Regions from separate parts of the Rattus norvegicus genome. Here regions 1 and 2 are each linked to region 3. Evidence: chromatin contacts called from public Hi-C data. All regions are on one chromosome and are shown on one strand. Each heading gives the region's core, a stretch centred on a gene start, on an enhancer-like site or on the middle of the called end of the contact. The rest is flanking DNA. Distances are from core to core; before and after follow the strand shown.

Region 1 (4,513 bases), core at 1,086-3,585, 77 kb after region 3:
CCCAAGGAACATTGTGAGAGAGGTCCTCCCAGGAGCATGAGCCTGGCCGAGGCCCTATCTCAGAAATATACTCATCTGCCGACTGAAAACCTCATCAAGGGACCTGCCTGACCATTCCTGCCCACAGTAGATCTTAAAGAGGGTCATGGCCTTAGCCTTGCTGGGCATAAGACACACAGGGCTGCAGGGGTGGAAGCAGCTCCCAGGTCCAGGTTGCTGTGTGTCCCTGATTAATCATGTGACTCTTACAGCTTCATTTTGCATCTGTGTAAAATCCTGATAGTGGTTCCCGCTGGCTGGCTCACATGTGTGGGCCACACAAACATCACAAGAAAGCCCACGCTCAGTAATGTGGTCTTGGGACGCTAGCTGAAACCCTCAGGCCTAGGTATCACACAACTGCAGATCACTCTTGCTGTGTCTGTAGTAGGCTGCTCTCGAGGTGCATACGCCAAGAGACATAGGATGATGTCTTCACAACAGCCCACCTAGGCACACTGTGCTTTCAAGACCAGCAAGGGCAATGGCAGGCCATCTTGATGTGGCTCTCCCACATCCACATCTGGCAGTCCACTCTCTTTGCTGAGATGTAGCCTGCAACCTCTATGGGTAAAAAGATGAGCAGAGAAGTCTGCTGACCCCAGCATCCTCCTCTGCACAGGCCCATACTCTGCATTCCAGCCTGCTCTCCTTGGTTACAACCCCTCCACTGAAGACCCCAGTAGCTGCAGAGGGCAGAGCTCTGCTGACCAAGTATGGTTAGCCAGCAGCCTGGCCAGCGAGAAGGCAAACACAGGGCACCTGGAGGTGGGGTGGGACAGCTCTGGCTGGCACATGCACAAGCCATTTATAAAACTCTCCTAGGCTGACCCTGAAACCCAAAGACACAACAAAGTGAAGACCCTCCAATAGAGAGAGTGCAGGACCTGGGTCCTGCACTCCTCACCTCCATAGAATACACATTACAACAAGAGATGCCATCAGTAGGCCATGGAACAGGCCCTAAAGACACAGGGGCACTAATAGGAGAACTTGGGGGCAAGCCGGCATGTGGGCAGAATACACCTGCCAGTCCTACAGGCTGCCCTTCAGGGTCCCCACTTAGCCTCCTTCCACAGAGAGCCTGTGGACAGCCAAGCTGGAGAAGCTAGAAGCCAGGGTTGACAAGCAAGGCTCTGAGGCTCTGGCTTTTGCTATAGACATGCAGTCAAGGACCACTGACACTACTCCCTCCTTAGCGCCCCCCCCCCCAAAGCCACTGCCCATAAGGTTGGTCTTAGTGGCCTGGGCCTGTAGTGGAAGGGCAGAAGGAAAGGGATCAACTCTGAGCAGTCTGTGTCTTTTTGGTCGGTGAGTTTTCATCATCTCCCGTCCCCAAATTCGATAACCCTTTCAAAAGAGGAATTTAAAGGGAGGGAGGGTGAGGGTCCCGGAAACCAGCAACTCAGGGAGGCGCGCAGACGCTCCTTTGTTCCCACCAGGCGGGGGAGGGGTGGTATCCCGCTCGCCAGATGGCCGCGCCTGGACACTGAACGGACTCAGGAGACCGCGGCACGCGCCCGTCAGTGTTCCCTATCCTGCCTACTGCTCTCGTCCCTGCCCGCATCCTGGTCTCCAAGGCGGCCACAGAAAGGGTGGGTGTCTGAGAAAGCTGGGCCACGATGACCGGTAGTAACCCCGCCTGAGGCGCCCTCCGCCAGGGTCAACGACCGCGCTTGCGCGGGGGCCCGAGAAGCGCTTTGCCGCTTTTGCCGGCCCATCACCCTATTGCCTAGCAACGCCCACCCGCGCGCCACCATTGGGCCACCGAGAACGGCCTCGGTGTCCAATTGGTCTCGATGTGGAGCAGGCCACGCCCCTCGGCTCTGCGCGCGCTACGATCACGGCGTGGAATCGCAGCGACACGGACCTGTTCTGTTCCCCCGCGTGGCCCCAGTGTCCTCAGTGCAGTTCCCAGTGTGACCAAGCACGCCCGACCCACACTGCGCGCGCACAGTGCACACCTGGCCCCGGCCGCGGGGGTGGGGGGGTGAGAGAAAGGACAGAGATGAGGGCGTCGGGATGAGCCCCGCGTGGCCCGCGGGAGGCCGGGGGCGGGGACGGAAGCGGGCGGGGGCTGCGCGTTCCTTGTGCTCCAGCGCGCGCCTGTGCAGGGTCCCGGCTGGGGGCGGCGCGCGCGGGCATCACCCCACCGACGGCGGCGCGCCGGGTCCCGGGGCGCAGCCCCGACGCTCATTGGCCTGGGCGGCGCAGCCAAGCTGTCAGCCCATGTGGCGTGGCCGCGCGGGGATGGCCGCGGTTTAAATAGCGCCGGCGCGGCCTAGAGGGAGCCAGAGAGACGGCAGCAGCGTCCCGTCCAGTTCGCCTGCCGCGCTCCTCGCTTGTCGTCTGCCTCCAGATCCCAGACAGGTACGCCGCTGCGTTCGGGGTTCCGGGATGGCAGGCCGGTGTCGGGGTGCCGCGGCTCCAGTGGGAGGACAGGCGGGCGCCCATCCTCAACAGCCCTGCGCTCACAAAAGCGCCGCCGCGCCCCTCCGACAGCCAACCACCCGGCTGTGCGCCGCGGTCCGGCCGAGAGGGGCGCGGGAGGGGTGTGCGGAGAGCCAGCGCGGCGGGCCGCTGTCACGTGGGCGCCGCGCCAGCCGGGTGCAGGAGGCTGGGTGCCTCGTGGATGGGGCCGGGGCCTCCACTCTCATCCGGAGGCTTTGGCAGGGCACAGGAGGCCGCGGTGGTACCCGGGCTCCAGTTTGGAGAGGCCAGTTGTGGGTCTGGGAGCGCACGAGGCCCCAGGGGCCTCAGCGGAAGTCATCAGACCATCCAGGCCTCACCGGCTGGGTGGCGCGGAAGCCTTCTCCTTGGACTACGGCTGCAAGGCCTGAACTGCCCTGGGCAAGTGCCTTAGGGACCAGAGGATCTATCAAACCCTTCAGCTGGCTCAGCCAGGTTACAAGGTGTTCGACCAAATGGCGAGAGGCTTCTCCTGTCCCGGATCCGCACCTAGTTAGGAGTGGTACTCTAGGTCGGATCTTGCTGAAAGGATCCGTTGGCAGGGGATCGGTTTGCCTCAGCCCTGCTAGGCCTGAGCACTAAGTAGTCGGGCCTGTTCTCTCTGGGTCCTTACCATGCCTGGCGTTCTGGCTGGCCCTGCAGGGCAGTCAGTCTCCACCCTCATCATGAAAGGGAAGCGTTGGCTTCCCCGTGGCTTGAGGTGAGAGTGTCCCAGACCCTGCTTCTTGAAGCCCCACTTCTGTTTGCAAGTTCCTTATGATTGGGATGGAGCACCCAGTAGGCAACTGGAGATCATATGGTCCCAGGTAACTAGCAAGGCATGGTAGGGTCAGGCCAGGTCATGTGTCTGGAAGGGATTAAAAACCTCAGAAGTAGCTATCCCGTGCAAGGGAACCCGAGCACCCGGGCTCATCCATTGATTATAGCTGGGTCCTGCTAGTTTCCACCACTGGGGGGCTTTCTGAGCCCTTTGCTCTCAGAAAGTCAGGGCCTGGCTGTGAGGTGTGCTACCTGTGGATTCAGGTGGCTGTAGCTGGGAATGACTCTATGAGGGAGGCCCACCAGGCTACCTACCTTCCCCCACAGAGAAGAGCCATGGAGGAGGTGGTGATAGCCGGTATGTCCGGGAAATTGCCCGAGTCAGAGAACCTGCAGGAGTTCTGGGCCAACCTCATTGGCGGTGTGGACATGGTCACAGACGATGACAGGAGGTGGAAGGCTGGTGAGTGTCCCCTCGGGATCAGGCAGCAGGACAGACTGAGAGTCTCACCCAAGATGCTTCTAGAGACAGTGAACTCCCTGTAGAGCTGTGAGGTTGAGAACCGGTTAGAATGAGAAGGGACAGGTGTCTTGGTTGGTTCCGCATGCAAGACACCCAAGGTGGGCCGTAGAAGAGGACTGGCCCTTTGGATCTCCCATCTGTAACCTCTGCCCTGAGCTGGCGGATAGTGTCTAAGATGACGCTCACACCCAGTGGATTCTAACAGTGCCATAGAGCAGCTAGCTCTACCTGATGGGCAGGTGTGAGTCAGCACTGGGCTGGCCTGGCCAGCCTCGGAGTAGGCAGAGGGTCTCCCAGTCAGGTCGGGGTTACCAGGGGGTGATCGCCAGCCTCACTTCCTGCTCCTACAGGTTTTGCTTTGGGTCACCCACATGTGGCGGTTTTGGGGCTCCTCATTAGCAGTGAGGCTGGGTCACTCTCTGGGAACCTTCCTCCAGGAGAGGTTGGTTCCCTGGCCTCAGACTGTGATGTTCCACAGGGCTCTATGGGTTGCCTAAGCGGTCTGGAAAGCTGAAGGATCTGTCCAAGTTCGACGCCTCCTTTTTTGGGGTCCACCCCAAGCAGGCACACACAATGGACCCGCAGCTCCGGCTGCTGCTGGAAGTCAGCTATGAAGCTATTGTGGACGGAGGTGGGTCATTGGGGTATTATTATTGCCCTTTTTAGGACTTACTGTCATGAGGGCTGGGGACGTAGTCCAGTGGGAGAGCACTTGCCTAGTAT
Region 2 (4,457 bases), core at 22-2,521, 100 kb after region 3:
TTTTTAAAGATTTATTTATTTAATTTATGTATACAAGTACAATTTATGTATACAAGTATACACTGTAGTTGTCTTCAGACATACCAGTTCCTATTATAGATGGTTGTGAGCCACCATGTGGTTGCTGGGAATTGAACTCAGGACCTCTGGAAGAACAGTCGGTACTCTTAACCTCAGAGCCATCTCTCCTGCCCCTCTTGTTTATTTTTTTATTTTTTATTTTATTTTTCAAGATATGGTTTCTTTATGTGGTTCCAGCTATCCTGAATTAGCTCTGTAAACCAGGCTGGCCTCCAACTCACAGAGATGCTCATGCCTCTGCCTCCAGAATGCTGGGATTAAAGGCATGTGGCATCACCACCCAGCTTCCTGTCATTTTTCTTACAAGGCAGAAAATTAAAGGATTATAAATGTCCTGTGTAATACATATATTACATTATATCATTATAACATTATGCATGTATTATTACACATACATGTATCATTATGAAGTATGTATTAGCATTTGCACCAAGGCTGGGGACCAGGACTGAATGACACAATGTTTCTGTAAGGATTGTGGAACTTAAGAGAGAAATCTTTTTTGTTTGTTTTTGAGATGGGGAGTTGGTGGGGGGTGGGCGTTGGGGCTTCTCTATGTAGCCCTGGCTGTCGTGGAACTCACTCTGTAGACCAAGTTGGCCTCCAATTCACAGAGATCCGCCTGCCTCTGCTTCCTGAGTGCTGGGAGTAAAGGTATAGGCCATCACCGAAAGGCCAACACCATATTTCTTTTTTTTTCTTCTTCTTCTTCTTTTTTTTTTTCGGAGCTGGGGACCGAACCCAGGGCCTTGCGCTTGCTAGGCAAGCGCTCTACCACTGAGCTAAATCCCCAACCCTACCATATTTCTTTATGCATGTTCCTTTCCTCTAGGAAGCATCTCATTACTCCGCAAAGGACAGGCTCCTCGTAGCCTTTCCTATCTAGGATCTGAAGTAATAATTCTTTATTTCGTTTTCTACTGTGGTATTATACTGAATTTATGTCTTGCGTCGGAAGAACCAAGGGCTGGTCCTGGAATGCGGGGGTTGGTTGGGGATGCAGGAAAGATCTCTCAGTGCCAATTGTCTGGAAGGAACAACGTGGCTCCCGAGCACGCGCAGTCTGTACTTGCTCAGCTCCATTTTCCACGGGGCCGGTCCCTTCAGCGTTGAGCTGCAGTGTCCGAGGATTTTGTTCTTTGCCGCACCGCAGACGGTGCGGAGCGCCTGGCAGTGCGCTTCCGCCTTCGGCACTTCCGGCGGTGGTGCGCTGAGACTGAGCCATAGTGCTTGGCGGCTACCGCCGCCTTCCTGCGGGTCCTGCTGGCGGCGCAGCGGGTAAGACAGAGGCTGCGGGGCCTTGTATGTATGTCCCTTTTTCTTTTTGAAGCGTGCCCGCAGCCACAGGCTTTCACTGAACCCCGGCCAGCTCCGACGGTGCGGGAAGTAGTTCTAATTCAAGCCCCTTTGACGTCGTCCGGTGTCTGTCTCGGGCCCCGGGCCAGCCCAAGGGGTAGGGTTAGCTCAGGAGACTCTAGGCCAGACTAGGAAAGGGGCCTTCGGGGCTGACATACTCGCTGCTCTCCCAACCCAAGATGTGAGGTGGCGTCAGGCCTCGTGCTGCCGGGAGGTCTCATCTGGCCAGGTCCGGCCCGCAGGGACGCAGATTTCCTTGTTCGGGCACAGACCTGTTTATCCTTCACACCTGTTCCACCAGGCTGGCGTTTAATCCAGTGGCAGATGAGGGGGTAAGGTTCAGAGAGGGTGAATGGTATGTCAGGGTCACTGCTAGAAAGGTGGAGGGCAGCTCGACCCTGTGCCTGGATATACCTCTCCTGTGTTTGGGGAAGCAGGCAGCTATAACTGACAAGAGTGGTCAGCCCCTTGAGCTGAACTTCGTACCCTCCTGAGGTATGATGGTGTACTATGGCTGAAATGAGAGCGTGTTCCTCTTCTGCCTTTAGTGTGGAAAGGATGCCCAAACTGCAGGGTTTTGAGTTTTGGAGCCGCACCCTTGGGGGTGCCCGACATGTGGTGGCACCCATGGTGGACCAGAGTGAGCTAGCTTGGAGACTGCTAAGCCGCCGCCATGGAGCCCAGCTATGCTACACCCCTATGCTACATGCCCAGGTCTTCGTTAGAGATGCTAACTATCGGAAAGAGAACCTATATTGTGATGTGTGCCCTGAGGACAGGCCCCTCATTGTGCAGGTGAGCAGAGGGACTGTGGCTACCTGAGTAGCACCCGGGTTCCAGACCATGTGTATAAGGACAGCATTCCCAAGCTGTCCCCACCATATACATATAACCCAGGAGGAGGGTCGGGGTCCCTGCAGCCTTGCATGACACATGCAGTGAGACACAGCTGCTGAGTGAGCATCCCCAAAGCTAGGGACAGTCTAAGCCCTGTGAAGGGGCAGCTTGGAGAGCACGAGGGATTTGTAGCATCAGTATTACCTTGATACTTCTCCTGTCTCAGTGCCCTCCTGTCGAGAACTCTTAGTTCTTTAAAAGTTTATGCCAGTGGCTTCTGTTACATGTCATGTACAACTCATATCCCTAGTGGTATGAGATCTTCCCACTTTATCATATTGTACATGCTGGTGGAAAGACCATAGCTCATTGAGTCACCATGGGATTCCTCACAGGGCTGGGTGGCCTAGGCAGGGAGAGTCGTAGGCCTGGTTTGACCAAAGGTGACATTCATGTCTTCTTCAGTTTTGTGCCAACGACCCAGAGGTGTTTGTCCAGGCAGCTCTCCTAGCACAAGATTACTGTGATGCCATTGACCTGAACTTGGGCTGCCCACAGATGATAGCCAAGAGAGGTGAGGTCATTTCTACAGTCCTGTGTTGACGCCTGTCCAGGCCTGTTCTGGTAGAGCCTGGGTATCAGTGGGCATGGGGAGAGTTAATCCCTGCCTCTGACTGTAATGACACCTGTAGCCAGCAAGCACTCCTTTCTCTGGTCTTATCATCCTAGAGAGTTCCCAGTTGCTTGACTGGGGACCAAACTCTGCTGGCCACGTAGATATCCCACTGATAAATGTGACCGGCTGGCGGGGGGTCCTTGGCTCCGCAATCCTTTGGCTCACTGGGCCCCTAAGCAAGCATTATTGGTCTTAGGCTACTTTGGAGTTTTGACAGCTGAGAAGCTGTTTGACTTCATTTTCAGTCCTGCTCTAACCAGAAACTCGGCTGGCACCTATACACCTGGCCTAGCTGTGGAGTCCTCCGTAGTCTGAGGAGCTGGGCTGGTAGGGGGTTCATGGCAGTATAGGTGCAATGGGGGCCACTCTCATCCTCTGCAGGTCGCTATGGCGCTTTTCTGCAGGAGGAGTGGGATCTTCTTCAAAGAATGAGTGAGTCGGCTGCATGCCATCGTGTCAGCGAGTGAGTCGCCCCAGAGACAGTCTGACAGGGCTCATAAGCACAGCTGCTTGGTTGGGGCTCAAGAGAGGACACCGGTGATCCCTCTGGGGGCTCTTGGCCACAGCACTTTTCCTGCTGGAAGGAGGTGACTATAGAGTCCCCTGATGTATACCAACTATCCCCTTAGAATCAGTGCCAGGACAGCGTCCTTACTCCTGTTAGCTCCCAGTGCTCCATGGGGACTTACTGGGGTTTGGCCACCTTGGAGTAGCACTGTGGTTCCCTCAGAGACTGTCTTTTTTCTCAGTTCTGTTGGCTCATGAGCGACTCTCTGTTCCTGTCACGTGCAAAATTCGTGTCTTCCCAGAGATTGACAAGACAGTGAGATACGCCCAGATGCTGGAGAAGGCTGGCTGTCAGGTGAGGCCATGACTCCCAGGGTGGTTGTTGGGATCTAGCAGGCGGCCTGGCCTCACATCTGAGCACATTCTGTCTCTCCATGATAATCTTCCAACACCAGACGTGGCTCTTGCTTCTGCAGCTCTTGAGTGGGGGCTGCAGCCAAGACATTTTTTTGGGCGGGGCAATAGGCTCCTCCTGGCCCCACTTTTAAGACCTGCTACCCTGGCTCAAATCTCTAAAACTGCCATTCCAGCTCCAGGGTGTTGTCTGCATGGAGAGTAACATTGGGTTCACTACCATATCTCAGGCTCTCTAGACACCAGGGAGGGTTTCCTTTAGGTGAGCTCAATATGCAGCCTCTCTGGGAGCCTGGGCATAAGCCATGGGGTTATGGGACCTGGTCCTCTTTCCTGTCCTGCATGTTGACCCTGGCCATGTGGTTTCCGGAAAGAGCAGGAGCCACCCTCACTCAGCACCCTGCATCCCGAGTTCTCCAGATTTCTCTTGTACTCAGGGTTCTGCCCCTTGACTCATGTTTTCTGATTGCAGCCGGGGCTCTTCCAAAGGGGCAGGGCTCTTGAGACCCTGGGACCAGGGACAGATCCATGCCAGATGGCCTTGGTTCCTCCCAGCATGGAAAGCTGAGAAACTTGAGCAGGTCCC
Region 3 (4,132 bases), core at 110-2,609:
AACACAGCTTTGGTAGTGGCACTCCTGCTCCACTTGGAGCTGTCAATGTCTGTGGTCCTCATAGTCAGACTGTGCAGGCAGCTAAGGCAGGCCAGGTGCTTGAGAAGGGAGGTCGAAGGTGAAGGAGAGGCCACAGTGGACATAGGTCACTGGACCAAGTGTTTCTGTGCTGACCCTGGGGATATCAGCCGGCCTGGGAAACAGCCGGTGAGAAGTGTTGCTGAAGGCATTTCTAGGACCATTTCTTCAGTACCAGATACCAGCGCGGAAGGCAGAGGTGGGCAGGCTGCCCAAAGTGGCTAAAGATCAATGCCTTCCATGTACCTGTTTTCAGCATTCCCAAAATGAATGGTGAAGTTGGCACGATGGCCTTTTCATACTGCACAAGGCAAGGTCTGCGCCCAGGAGTGTGATCGTTGGTGCAAAAGCAAAGTTGTTCCTATGAGCAGCGATGGCCTTGCTTAGATCAGTACAATGTGTCCCCTGAAAGTGTCACTTGATGTTTGGTTTTTGGGAAAGCTTGTCAGGTTTGGGCTGCTCCTCTAGCAGCACTTGACTGCCAAGCTAACGCGTGGCCTCTAGAGCCTGCCTGTACTTCTAACTGAAGTGTGCTGGGCTGGGCTGGGCACAGTGGAAGATGAGAGGCTGACTCACCACAGCGCTTCCTCAGTCCCACAGGCTGTGTGTACAGAGCACCTTTCCACCTTGCGAAATTTGGCCCTTGATAGTCAATTAGTTAACATTTACATGGCTGGCTGCTAGATATTTCTTCCTGAGTAGAACGATCCATGGTCTTAAATTAGGCAACGTGGCAATCCCTTCTAATGTGGCTTTTTGATGAGAGTTTGGCAACTATATGTGCATTCCTCTGGGTCTGTATAGCACGAGAGAGAACAAGTGAACCACGCTGCACTCACACACTTCTTCCTGTGTAGATTTCGTGAAGATGCAGCAGCTCTGAAAGCTGCCTGGGATGCCCAGATCGCTCAGATGTCCAAGGAAGCTGTTTCCAAAGACCTTCAGATTCAGGCACTACAGGAAGAGGAAATGAAGCTCAAAGCACAGGTGGCCAAGTCCCAACAGGACATAGACAGGTACTGTCCCCAAGGCAGCAGCCACCTATGCTGTTTCCTGCAGACAAGAACCATTACAGGTCCTCGGGAGTGAAACCGCATCACAAACTCAGCCCTGCATTCCCTGGGAGAGGAATGGTAATGGGATGGAAGCAGATGTGGTGGTGAAGACATCAGCAAACATGCAGGACCAGGGGGCAGCCCAGAGGGCAGGCCCAGAGGGCAGGCCCAGGGGGCAGGACCAGAGGGCAGGCCCAGGGGGCAGGCCCAGGGGGCAGGCCCAGAGGGCAGGACCAGAGGGCAGCCCAGAGGGCAGCCCAGAGGGCAGGCCCAGGGGGCAGGCCCAGGGGGCAGGCCCAGACCTTAGGGATGAGGAATCTCAGTCTTTAAGGAACGCAGCCAAGGGCTGGTGTGTGGTGAGCACTGACTGCCTTCCTCTGCCATCAACTTGCAGAAGCAGACAGATTACCATGATTTCAAGGCCAGCCTGATCCATATAACACTGCAGGACAACCAGGTATATATATAGAGAGATGCTATCTCAAAAAAAAAAAAAAAAAAAAAAAGAGAGAGAGAAAAAAAAAGAAACAGAACAAAGCCATGCTTGTTTTTCCTGTTCATTGTATGGATTTATGCTTGAGTGAAGGTAAGGGCCTGTTTCCATAGTGTCATCAAGTCACTCATATAATAAAACATTGTCCACATGATGAATCTAGATGGACATTGACATCTATACCCCACCACTCTATCAACTCAGACCCCTTCAGGTCTGTGGCCATCCCTGACCCCCCACTTCCATCTAATGGCTGCCCTGGGGGAGGGTCTTCCTGGACTGGACTTCTGAGTGGCAGCCATAATGTGGCTTTTGGTCCTGGCTTCTTTGGATTTATCACTTTGAGGTTAGAATGCACAGATTCTTCTTGATGTTCAGGGGCCATGTGATGCTTGAGTCGTCTAAAGCCTCTCTCTCTCTCTCTCTCTCTCTCTCTCTCTCCCTCTCTCTCTCTCTCTCTCTCTCTCTCTCTCTCCCTCTCTGTAGATTTTCCTCTTGATATTTTTTTTCTGTCCATTTTGGTACTTTGTATTTCTCTGTCCACTACGACTGTTGCTGGCCCCGTCCCTGGTTCTTGTAGTCTTTTTGTCTTTTTTTTTTCTGGAGCTGGGGACTGAACCCAGGGCCTTGGGCTTGCTAGGCAAGCGCTCTACTGCTGAGCTAAATCCCCAACCCCCTGTTCCTGTAGTCTTAATGCCTGAGAGTAGATAGCAAAGGCCTCTTACTGATGACACTGACCATTGATGGCCTTCCCTTCACCCTAGACCAGCCTCATTGGAGGCTTATCAGTTTTGCTGATCTTTGTGAAGAACCAGCATTGGATTTGATATTCTCCATTGTTTTTTGTTGTAGTGGTGCTGGCGATAGTGGTTGTTCTATTTCCTTTAGCTTTGGTTTGTTGTTCTGATCGATCCTGATATCAGAGCCAAGATGATTGATTAACTCTGAGACATTCTTCCTTCTATCAGATGTAATTAGTGTTAGAAGTTTCCTTTCTGGCATATCTTAGCTAAACCCAACAAGTTCTAATGTTATTCCGCTAAAATACGGTCTCCTTGTATATTCTTTGGTCAGTAGATGACTTAAGACCTTATTGCCTAGGGATTGGGGATTTAGCTCAGTGGTAGAGCGCTTGCCTAGCAAACGCAAGGCCCTGGGTTCGGTCCCCAGCTCCAAAAAAAAAAAAAAAAAATACCTTATTGCCTAACCTCTGGTGATTTAGTTTTAGGCACCATTTGTCAGTGATTCTGACCTAATTCTGCTGTGCACACAGAATGCACCTTGCATGACTGGTCTCCTCTGCAGTCTGTTTTGTGACTTTGGAATGCGCTCTGCCCCAATACCTAGCAAAGTAGACTTAAAGATAAAACATGCCCTTGCTGTGGTCTGGGTTCTGAAAATGTCACTGGCCCACACTAGTGGATGACACTCTTCTCATCTCCCATGTCCTTGCCATCTGCTTGTTGGTTCTGTCAATCACAGAAAAGTTTGGCGACCTCCAACTGTGCTTGGACATGGCCACCTCCCTCCAGCACTGTTTCTCCAGCATTTGTTGAATCTTGATATCAGCCCTTTATGTTTACCTGTCCATGAGTGCTGCTGTTTCTCCAGGTCTCTCCTAGGACAGCTTCTCCTCGTATCAGGCACACGTCCTTCCTCAGCATGAGGCACATGTGAGATGGGAAGGACGAACAGAGCATCATGTCAGCCCCTCATGTATCACCCCACCTTTGCTCTTCATGTTGAAGCGACCTCAAGAAAGAAAGTTGACATGGGACATTGTCATGTGTCTATAGGTACAAGCAGCAACTGTCCCTGGCAGTGGAAAGGGAGCAGAGCCTGGAGCGCGAGCAGGTACAGCTAGGCCTCGACTGGCAGCGTCGCTGCGATGACATTGAATGCAACCAGATCCAGAGATCAGAGACTTTGATCCAAGGGCTGACCAAGGCCAGAGATCAGGTGTGTTGGGTACTCTGGGAGTGGAGTATAAGCAGATCTGTACAATGGGATAGGTTTGGTTCTTGCAATATTTTTTTTTTAACTCAGAAAACTCAAAACCTCAGATACCAGTTAATTTATAGCCAGGAGTCACAATCATGCTGATATTGTAATGCAGTCCTGAAATCCCAGCTACTCGGGAAAAGGAGGCAGAAGATTGCAGGGCCAAGGCCAGTCTGAACAAAAATAAATCTCTGCCTAATCCCCAAACATGTTTAGGGGCTGTTTCTGGTTCTGGGAGTGCTGAGATGGTCCCTCCCCACCGGGGTGGCCCCACCAGCCAGAGCAAACTAAGCACTGGAACTGAACAGGAAGCCTCCCCACCATTAGAGGGTGGCCCCAGCATTCTGAGTGTAGATCGGCTCTTGTGACTGTTCACTAGCTTTTTAAGCAGAAGGGAGTCTGGTCCCTGAAGACCAGCACTGCCCACAGATGAACATTTTTACAGGTTGCTGCTAAGCTCCAGGAGACAGAGAGGGCACTGCATAAGCAGGAGACACTGCTGAAG

What was found. A called contact is a pair of places that touch in the nucleus more often than the background predicts.
Region 1: a contact with region 3 is called in a Hi-C map of liver, with 2.0 times the contacts expected there. The contact joins the promoter of Fasn here to the enhancer-like site in region 3. A contact is called at or near these places in 6 of 12 Hi-C or Micro-C datasets (Schwann cells, frontal cortex, hepatocytes and 3 more) and 1 of 1 datasets of contacts at active chromatin or transcription factors (oligodendrocytes).
Region 2: a Hi-C map of liver shows a contact between it and region 3, with 5 times the contacts expected there. The contact joins the promoter of Dus1l here to the enhancer-like site in region 3. A contact is called at or near these places in 5 of 12 Hi-C or Micro-C datasets (the A7r5 cell line, the Rat2 cell line, hepatocytes and 1 more).

What each region holds. Positions count from the first base shown.
Region 1 is chr10:106,586,403-106,590,915 of GRCr8, reverse strand. It overlaps Fasn (fatty acid synthase), which reads left to right and starts at 2,335. Exons shown (of 43, transcript NM_017332.2): 1 at 2,335-2,409; 2 at 3,595-3,730; 3 at 4,269-4,421. The coding sequence starts at 3,604.
Region 2 is chr10:106,557,725-106,562,181 of GRCr8, reverse strand. It overlaps Dus1l (dihydrouridine synthase 1-like), which reads left to right and starts at 1,271. Exons shown (of 14, transcript NM_172018.2): 1 at 1,271-1,359; 2 at 1,986-2,232; 3 at 2,740-2,848; 4 at 3,332-3,382; 5 at 3,700-3,812. The coding sequence starts at 1,996.
Region 3 is chr10:106,662,993-106,667,124 of GRCr8, reverse strand. It overlaps Ccdc57 (coiled-coil domain containing 57), which reads left to right. Exons shown (of 22, transcript XM_063270205.1): 11 at 936-1,094; 12 at 3,423-3,585; 13 at 4,073-4,132. Among named protein-coding and RNA genes, the nearest start is that of Ccdc57, 30 kb to the left of the region's middle. Within about 2 kb of position 1,359, at least 4 of the 93 cell types and tissues checked have an H3K27ac peak or open chromatin away from gene starts, as enhancers often do. A contact at or near this core is called in liver, where this site is marked.